Regions from separate parts of the Columba livia genome. Here region 1 is linked to region 2. The links are chromatin contacts, called in public Hi-C maps. All regions are on one chromosome and are shown on one strand. Each heading gives the region's core, a stretch centred on a gene start, on an enhancer-like site or on the middle of the called end of the contact. The rest is flanking DNA. Distances are from core to core; before and after follow the strand shown. Region 1 overlaps SHLD1 (shieldin complex subunit 1). Region 2 overlaps MAP4K3 (mitogen-activated protein kinase kinase kinase kinase 3).

The links. Hi-C and Micro-C count contacts between places; a contact is called where the count stands out from the background.
Region 1: a contact with region 2 is called in a Hi-C map of crop, with 4 times the contacts expected there. The contact joins two enhancer-like sites. A contact is called at or near these places in 2 of 2 Hi-C or Micro-C datasets (crop and liver).

The regions. Positions count from the first base shown.
Region 1 is chr3:111,010,344-111,014,540 of bColLiv1.pat.W.v2, reverse strand. The region is part of intron 4 of SHLD1 (shieldin complex subunit 1); the gene reads right to left. Among named protein-coding and RNA genes, the nearest start is that of SHLD1, 23 kb to the right of the region's middle. Within about 2 kb of position 2,375, at least 2 of the 3 cell types and tissues checked have an H3K27ac peak away from gene starts, as active enhancers do.
Region 2 is chr3:110,833,409-110,837,551 of bColLiv1.pat.W.v2, reverse strand. It overlaps MAP4K3 (mitogen-activated protein kinase kinase kinase kinase 3), which reads left to right. Exons shown (of 34, transcript XM_065059103.1): 19 at 718-801; 20 at 2,638-2,680; 21 at 3,691-3,853. Among named protein-coding and RNA genes, the nearest start is that of SOS1, 36 kb to the right of the region's middle. Within about 2 kb of position 1,556, at least 1 of the 3 cell types and tissues checked has an H3K27ac peak away from gene starts, as active enhancers do.

The DNA of each region.
Region 1 (4,197 bases), core at 1,126-3,625, 180 kb before region 2:
TTCAGTAGAAAGTTCATCCTTTCAAGAAATTACTGAAGGATTATAAGATAATCACAAAACAGATCCTGCGTGTGCTACACCATGACCAGGAGTAAAGATTATATATTTCTCTGCAATATTTATAGACTATAATTGCTTAAATAATTAAATTCAGAATAAGTTTATACTATGAAGCGTATAGAAGGACTTCGAGTTAGGCACCAGGTCAGCATATTACGGGTGAGTATTCCTTAGGTCTGCACAATGTGCCATATTTTTGATGTATGCTATCTGCAGGTTATCCATTAACAAAGTAAAATACCACTGAAAAATTTAGTCATGCATAAACACAACCTAACCTGAGGAACAAAAAGAAGTTTGTCCCCTTCTCCAACTCTCCATTGCCTGCGTCTCTACTCCAACAATCCCCTTACTTCAGTCTCCCTCCTGCTTCTGCATTTAGGCAGGTTATCCAACAATTTATTTTCAAGCAACAGTACTTATGAGGTACAGACTATTGAAGGCCAGAGTTGTACCCATTAAAGCATTGGCATCAGCACTGCCATCTGCAGAATGGGAATCTCTCCTCCTCTTTTCTAAAGGGGAAAGGAAGGAGGTGCCATGCAGGACCAGATCCAAAGAATATCTGGTCTAGTATGTCCCTTCCACTTGTGGTCTGTTCTACATGACCACAGGAGATGTGGTAACGGGGATATGCAGGTGTGATCTGCCACTTGAAATTAGGCAGCAATTAGTACATGCCTTGAAACACCACCCTATGTATCTGGTATCTCAGCAACATTAGTGTCAGCAAGAACCACTGACTTAGCTTGTTCTTACTATCCAAATCAGTGTATAATCCCCTCTCTTAATACTGCTAAGCTCTTAGCCTCAATAATTTGCTGTAGCACTGAGTTTTATAATGTAATTATGCGCTGTGTAAGGAAGTGCTTGATTTTGATTCTACCACCCTTCCTTTTCCTTGTCTTTCAAAACATGCAGAATCAACATTCAGATTTCTCTCTAGATGATTAATATTTTATGGTTTAACTTGAAAAAGAAAAAGCCCAAGTTTTGTGTTATTCTTTGCAATACAAGTACACATATAAAACAGACCACTATGGCAGTGTCAAAGTCCCAATTTATCTAGAAGATGTTGTATACTTGTCTGCTTTCCCACACTTACATTTTTCTGGTTCTTTTTGTCTCATCTTTTCAGATTTAAAAAAAACACTTTTCCCGTCAGACATCACAGCCTGTAAAAAGGTGGGATCTCCTTTAGTAGTAACAAACATCATATTATTACTCAGATATGTATAAAACAATCAGTGGTCATTTATGGAAGATAGGAACGCAAAGGACTTACTTTCTTGACAAACCCAAATAACTTTTCGAATAAGATGATCTTTGTAACACAGGCAACACTATCTTTACAAAATATAGTCAAATTGCAAAACTCAGGCTGCCACTTGCTCCCACCTCTACCCAGGAATGAACATAAACAGTGCACAGCTAGAAATCCCTCAACATGCTGAAAAGAACAGCAAGCAGCACACAGCACAAAATGTTGTCATTTGCTTGCCAGTGCTTATTATGGCAGTAAATAACCAGCTGCCTGCTGCCCTTCACATATAACCTTAGCATGGAGGCTTGCTGTAAACACAGAAGCACTGCTCAGTCTGACAGCATTCCATCTGTCTGTGGAGGAGATTTTATAGGAATCTATATGTGCATGTGTAAACCAGCCCAGGGGCTCAGCTACTATGAAATGTACAGCATGCACCATCAAGAAGGAAAGGGGGTGGGGGGTTGTTAAGCTCATGAAATGAAGGAAAAAAATCAGACACAGGAGGGCTCCAGGATAAAAATTCGTGTACTGTAACCCACACCGATGCTGAATCACTAGCCTGTGTTGTTTTGTTTGAAAAAACATTGTGGATGATGAAAGTGTGCTATATTTTATACTCACAGTCTGCTACTAAAGGGTTATGAGTCACTAGTTTTTGTGCTTTTATGCTGCAGCCTCCTCAGCTGCACACCAATGAGCTCAGTAAACTAAAACAGAGAAATGGGCAAAAAAAAATTAAGGCCTGAATTAAGACACACAGAGCACTAGTTTAAATCCAGCGCCAGATGCCCCACTTACGTCACTTATTTTTGTGACAGGTGCCTGAGCTGGGAGCCTTTAGGAATATTTCATCTGGACCCCATCCATGTGGTGTGGTGCAAGCCAAATGTTACAGAGGAGAAGCAAGGAGACATTGAGAGTGGTATGTGAATGTGAAGGCAGGGACTAAATAACTACACAAAGCCAGGAAAAAACTCTGCAATGATCCCCACAATCCTGGGATTAATCCAGAACACATCACTGCAGAGAGCAGGGACCTCCGTCAGAAGATGGAAATGGCTGTCTAGGCAGTAGCGCCGTGTCCCACCTCGTCACACAGCTATGGAGCATGCCCTGCAATGCTCCAGGCACTGCATCCACCATAAGCTCTACTCATGCACAGAAATGAAGGCATCCCTACCCACAGCCTCCTGCTCTGCTCTTGCTTCAAATTTGCCATGGCAGAATTGGGTAGGAGCAAGCTGCACCCTCTCACAGCAGTAAATCTGGTCTCTAGACAAAGCAGAGTTCTTGGAGCACAGCAAGGAATACAGCTGCGCGTTTCAACAGCACCGGCACTCCTTTTTTCACCTCCTCCCTGCCACCAGCCACAGAGGATTCCCCGATACATATTTCTCTGTTGCCAGTTCACAGCAGCTTCAAAGAAGCTTCAAAGTCAGGGAATAAATTCAAAAGCAATAAGAGATCACAGCATTCAGGGCAGATGTACCTTATTTTCTCTTGCTGCACTTCAGTGACAATTGTCAGTGCAGAGCCTTTTGGGTCCAATAAACTCTAGATAATTTTTCTAGCACATAGTCATGCTATATGTCTGAGAAAAGGTTTGAATGATACAGACATATGTGTAGTGAAACCTTCCCGGTGAAAAGGAGAAACTCAGGCTGTGAATACATGATCACTGGTTTAACAGATCCCCAGAGAAGTCTGAACTTCATACAGAGAATTTAAGCCTCTGAAGGTCCTCCAAGGTGTTTTGTATAACAGGATACGTGAATTTGACAAATTACAAGGCAAAACCCCCAGGGGGAAAAAAAAAAAATCTTGCTAATAGAGTAATCAAGAAGCATAATTACTGTTCAAGTTCACTGCTTAAGCCACACAGATACTTCATACAGGCTCATATACCGTATTTCAGCGACATTCAGACACACTCAAGAGATACCAGTATTTCAGCACACAGTGCTCTGGTACATGCTGTTTACATAAGCTACCCCTGCAAACTAGTAATAAAAGAACATTCTCTGATTATTTATTTATGCAGATCCAGGGGACTGTCTGCTATCTGAGCAGTAACTAGAATGAATTACATAAAATCACCATCAGAGTGGGAGGAACACTCATGGCCAGACATGCTCCAACATGTAGATGTGGCACATAGTTTAGTGGTGGGCTTGGCAGTGCTAGTTTAATGGTTGGACTCAATGATCTTAAAGCTCTTTTCCAACCTAAATGATTCTATGTGGCATCATGCAAGCCGCTGTCTGTCCATGGACTGCACCAGAAGGCAAAAGTTTCCAATGCAAGCAGTAAGGCTGAGTGCAGCACATACATCCACCAAAGAGACGTATGTTTCAGAAAATCAAGCAGAAATGAAAGCCACTGCCAGCAAAACAGTGTATGTAAGAAAACAAACATGGAAACAAGAATTTTTGAAGAGTCTTCAGGAGTCACATTTCTTATTTGTATATCACCAGTGTATCAAATCTTCATCTGAACTACAAACACTGCTCACAACTGGATGGGAGGTGATATACCTTCGATCTGATTACATGTGTGAAGCTCAGGGTTTACTGGGAGCTCTGCAGCATTGTTACCAGGGCTCTCAACCTAGAGTACAGCTGCCTTTCAAGCTGATGCAGCTCTACTGCTTTCCCAAATGCTTGTGCTAACCTGAGTGACCCACACAGTGCCATGCTATCAAAGAAATATCCTCACAGGCTGGCACAGGATGGGCTCAGCATGGCTTTCCAGGCCAGCCTGCCCTTTTTCATTGTTCTGTCCTAGCCAGACATCCTTCATGATTTAAATTGGGATTTTCAAGCCATTTTCACAGATCTTTACCACCCACACATAAGCGATGCAGCTGACAA
Region 2 (4,143 bases), core at 307-2,806:
CCTCATATTTCATTATTAGGCAGTTGTTTCAAGGCATGATTGGTTACACAGTTCATCAATAATATCTTTGAGAGGAAGAGGTTGATAATGCTCCTCCTCGATCAGCTCCCCTGCATTTGGCCCAAGCTGAGAACCCACTTTGCTCCCAGCTGGATAGACCTTGGTAAAGATAACTCAGGTTTCCTGCACTGTAGGATGCAGTGGTCCCTATAGCTCCATACTGCCAGCCCCACTCTGGCCATCAGTGAAGATGCTCTGGACATCTGTGCTGCTGCAAGCCAGCTCAACTTGGTTCCTCCATCCGTACTGATCTCTGCACGTTTTTTATATATAACTCTGAGTCTGTCCAGTTTTGCTTAATCTTGTTCTTTCTTCCTCCGCTTCTTGCTTTGTTTGCAGCCAATATCATTAACTTTGGTAATGTTCCAGGGCTTGGAACCCCTTGATCCCTGCTGTCTTGAAGTGCTTGTGCTGATTTTTTGTCCAGTGTTTCGAGATCCTTGTTGCTTGTGCAAACTCCGTGAAGACTTTCAAACAGTGTTGGCTTTAGCTGCTTCTGTCACTGTCACGTTTCTGTGGATTTTCTTTTTCACGTTAAGCAAGAAAGAACCTGATAGCTTCCAGGGAGGTTCCAGTTCATTTGACCCTAAGAACAGTCACCAATAGTCTTCCAAAAAAGTCCTGATGTTCTTTGCTTCTTCCTGTATTCCATCCTAGGTACTCTTGCCCTACAGAGAGGGCCTGGCGATTTCCTATAAGCGCAGGAATTAGCCTTGAATGCCTCAGCCTTGGATCAGACAGGTTGTGTATCTGCGCCTTTCCTCTTAGTATCTGCTTGAGCCCAAAGCTCTGCTGCGATATGTTGGTTCATCAGCTTGGTCTTGGATATCTTTCTCTGTACCCCCCTGAAGATTCAAGGCTCTCATTTGGTTTATATTCTGAGCGGTGAAGCTGCAATTGAAGAGCACATGTGACATCAGTCACTTCTCCCTTCAGATTCAAAATGAAAACAATGAAGCCACTGTGTGCCTTCCAGTCCACGCTGGTGCTGCTGCGTGACTCTGAAGCTGGGTGATTCATAGAAGAGAATCCACACACTTCAGGGAACGATATAAAATTATCTCTCTTCATTTAACAATTTTAGTTGTTTTGATATTTCTTTTTCTTTCATTTGCAGCAAAGCTGACAATACTTGAACTTCCTAGTTATGGAAGCTGGGCAAGCAGAAATTATTGTGGCACTGCCCCGTGCAATCAGCAATGACAAACTGCACAGAAACCTTGCTCTTAAAACCAGAGCACACAGTCCTTTGTACAAACACTGTCACATTTATGCCAAATACTGTGGTGTGGGTTTTTTTGTGGTATTTGTTTTGTTTTGCTTTGGGTTTTTTGTTGTTTTTTTTTTTTTGTTTGTTTGGTTGGTTTGATTTTTACCTTTGGCTGCTCAATAACACTGTGATGTCTGAGATACAGGGAAGAATATGAAAGAAAATAGCAATGGAGCTTGGACACACATGACTGAGGACTTAAGCTTGGTCCCATGTTATAAAAAGAATATAATTTCTACCATCATAATAGCTGAAGTGCATTACGTGGAGTAACCCGTTCTCAGAAGTTCCCTTCTAGCTTCTCTGAAGTAAAAGCAACTGATAAGATGCCAGGACAGTAACTCCTGAAAAGAATGAAGCAAAGCAGCCAAGTTGTTGATCTGTAAATAAGCAAGCAAATATCTTAATACTTGGATGTTTTCCCAAATCTTTGGAACATAATTTAGAAATAAGGAAAACACTGTGCAAGAATGTCAAGTTTTCCCAGCTATATTCCGAATCTGTTTAATGGAAATAATTTTCTGTTCCAAAAGATTAGGAAACAGGACACTGTAAGACTTTTAAAAGCATAAAAAAGTAGGAATTTAGGATTTTCTTTACAACCAGCAGAGAAGGAATGCTCCTGATGCTTCATCTTTATTGTTTCCTGCTGATATCTTGCACTATCGAGCCAAGCTGTTGAATTGCTCTTGTGTTAAAACGTTGTATTTACCAAGATTTCTGTCAAAAAATGAAACTTATGAAAGAAACAAAACCCAATAACAAAAACACACACCAACACAAACCAACTCAGACAGTAGGCTAGCTGTCCATTGCAGGTGGATTTTGCTTTCATGAATAAGGCTGTTCTGAAAAAGTCAGTGGTAAATTTATCAAGGAATGGTTTTCTGCAGTTTTCCTGTAACTCCCGTTTGCCCTGTATAGCTACAGATGGCCCTTCAGAAAAGCTCACTGATATCCTAAACCTTCCTCCTCTCAACAGAACGTATCAGGCCTGCTCTGCATCTCCCTACTTTTTTTTCTGCACAAATATGTGTACTTTCAACAAATCAGTTCTTGTCATTTTGTGCTCTCTAGGGAGGGTCTGTGATGCTCGGGTTTTTGGGTGGTATCTATGTTATGCACAGCAATAACAAAATGTTTGAAAGTATTAGTGATGCAATTATGTGGATATAATAGTGCTGTTGACAAGTTAATGCTGTTTATTTGCATGGCATTTATAAAATCCTATATTCTCATGGATACCGCAATATGAGTTTCGAAGAACTACACTGAATAACAGTCTTTTTTGTCTCTTTCCTTTCTAGTGCTACTATGAAACCTAAAGTGCCACCTCCTTTACCACCAAAGGTAAGTGGGGGGGATTTTTTTTGCCCAGAAAAAAAGGGCACTTTTAATAAGCAAGTACAGAAGTGTCTAAATGACTATACTGATGGTTTTCTCTCTTGAGCCGTGACTTGAAGACTTGAGGCAAGTTTTAAATCAGGAGTATAACCAGGGGGTTGATCTATACGTTTGTAGCCTTTAGTTGCAAATCTGCATGAAGTCTTGCACTGTAGGGTATTTGTCAGTGTGAAAGTGCTGTTGCTGACTCATTGCACTTCTGATAGTTTAGAAGGAATAAATTGGATAGTTAAAAAATGTAGTGCCCCAAGTAGTTTTTAATAAAGAGCTGCCAAATAAAGCACTTGCGTCTTAACTTCTGGTGTCTGAATGGTGATCTTCAGAGGTGTGCCTGGGTCAGATTAGGTTTTGCATGCTGCCACTTGAAAAGTAAATCTTTTCACATTGAAATTATCCTAATATGAGCAAAAATAAAAATTAAAAAAGCTTGCATCTTTTTGTCCAGCTGTCAGTTCCCCAGACAAAAACTGCAGGTTTAATTACTTACCCTCCTGCACTATCTTTACATAACTGAGAAGAACTTTACAAGCAGCATCAGTGTAGCCAGTGTCTAAACAATGTTTCCCTCTGTGGTTAAATCCCGTATTTGGGATTCCTTACACAGAGTTCTGGCTGTATCATTGAATGTTCCCTAGTTCCTACTAAAATGCCTGATTTGGTTATCTGCAGTCATAAACAGTAACATTTCTGCATGCCAAATAATTGTTTAATGCATGAGTTAAATATAATGATTTTGAATTTGTCCTTTGTCAATAACAAGGTCTTCCTTATTGCTCTGCATTTCCTTCTAGTTTGTTTTTGAAAGAAATCTGCATGGTAGAACACGTTGCTTTCTCAATTTACATGTGAAAGTCCAGGATCCAAGTATTACTTGTATATTTTTCTCATTGAGAAATAACAGGGATGCTTTGAGTCTTTTTTCATTATGTTTTTTATTATTACTATGTCTTTTTCAGCCTAAATCCATCTTTATGCCCCAAGAAACTCCTTCTTCTGAAAATGATAATCAAGGGACAATCAAGAGATGCCCAGCATCAGAGAGTCCAGCAAAATCTGCATCTCAGGTTCCACCCAGACCACCACCTCCTCGGTTACCTCCACAGAAATGTAATGCTTTAGGTAATAAGAATGAAACCAACAAGTAGACAAATATTTCTTAAATAATCTAACGTGATTTTATTTCTACATCTTCACCTATGTCTAAAGTCTATTTAAATTTAATTGATAATTGAACTATAGCCAAGTTTTTCTTTAGAAATGCTAAGTACATTTTTCCTCATAACTCTGATTGCATCCCTTGCTATGCCCACAATAGATTGTTATATTAATTACCAAAAGCCATGGACTGAGATTGAAAGTGGCTCTATAGATGGTTGTAAGTGCTCATATAGGAACATGTATGCTTTAGA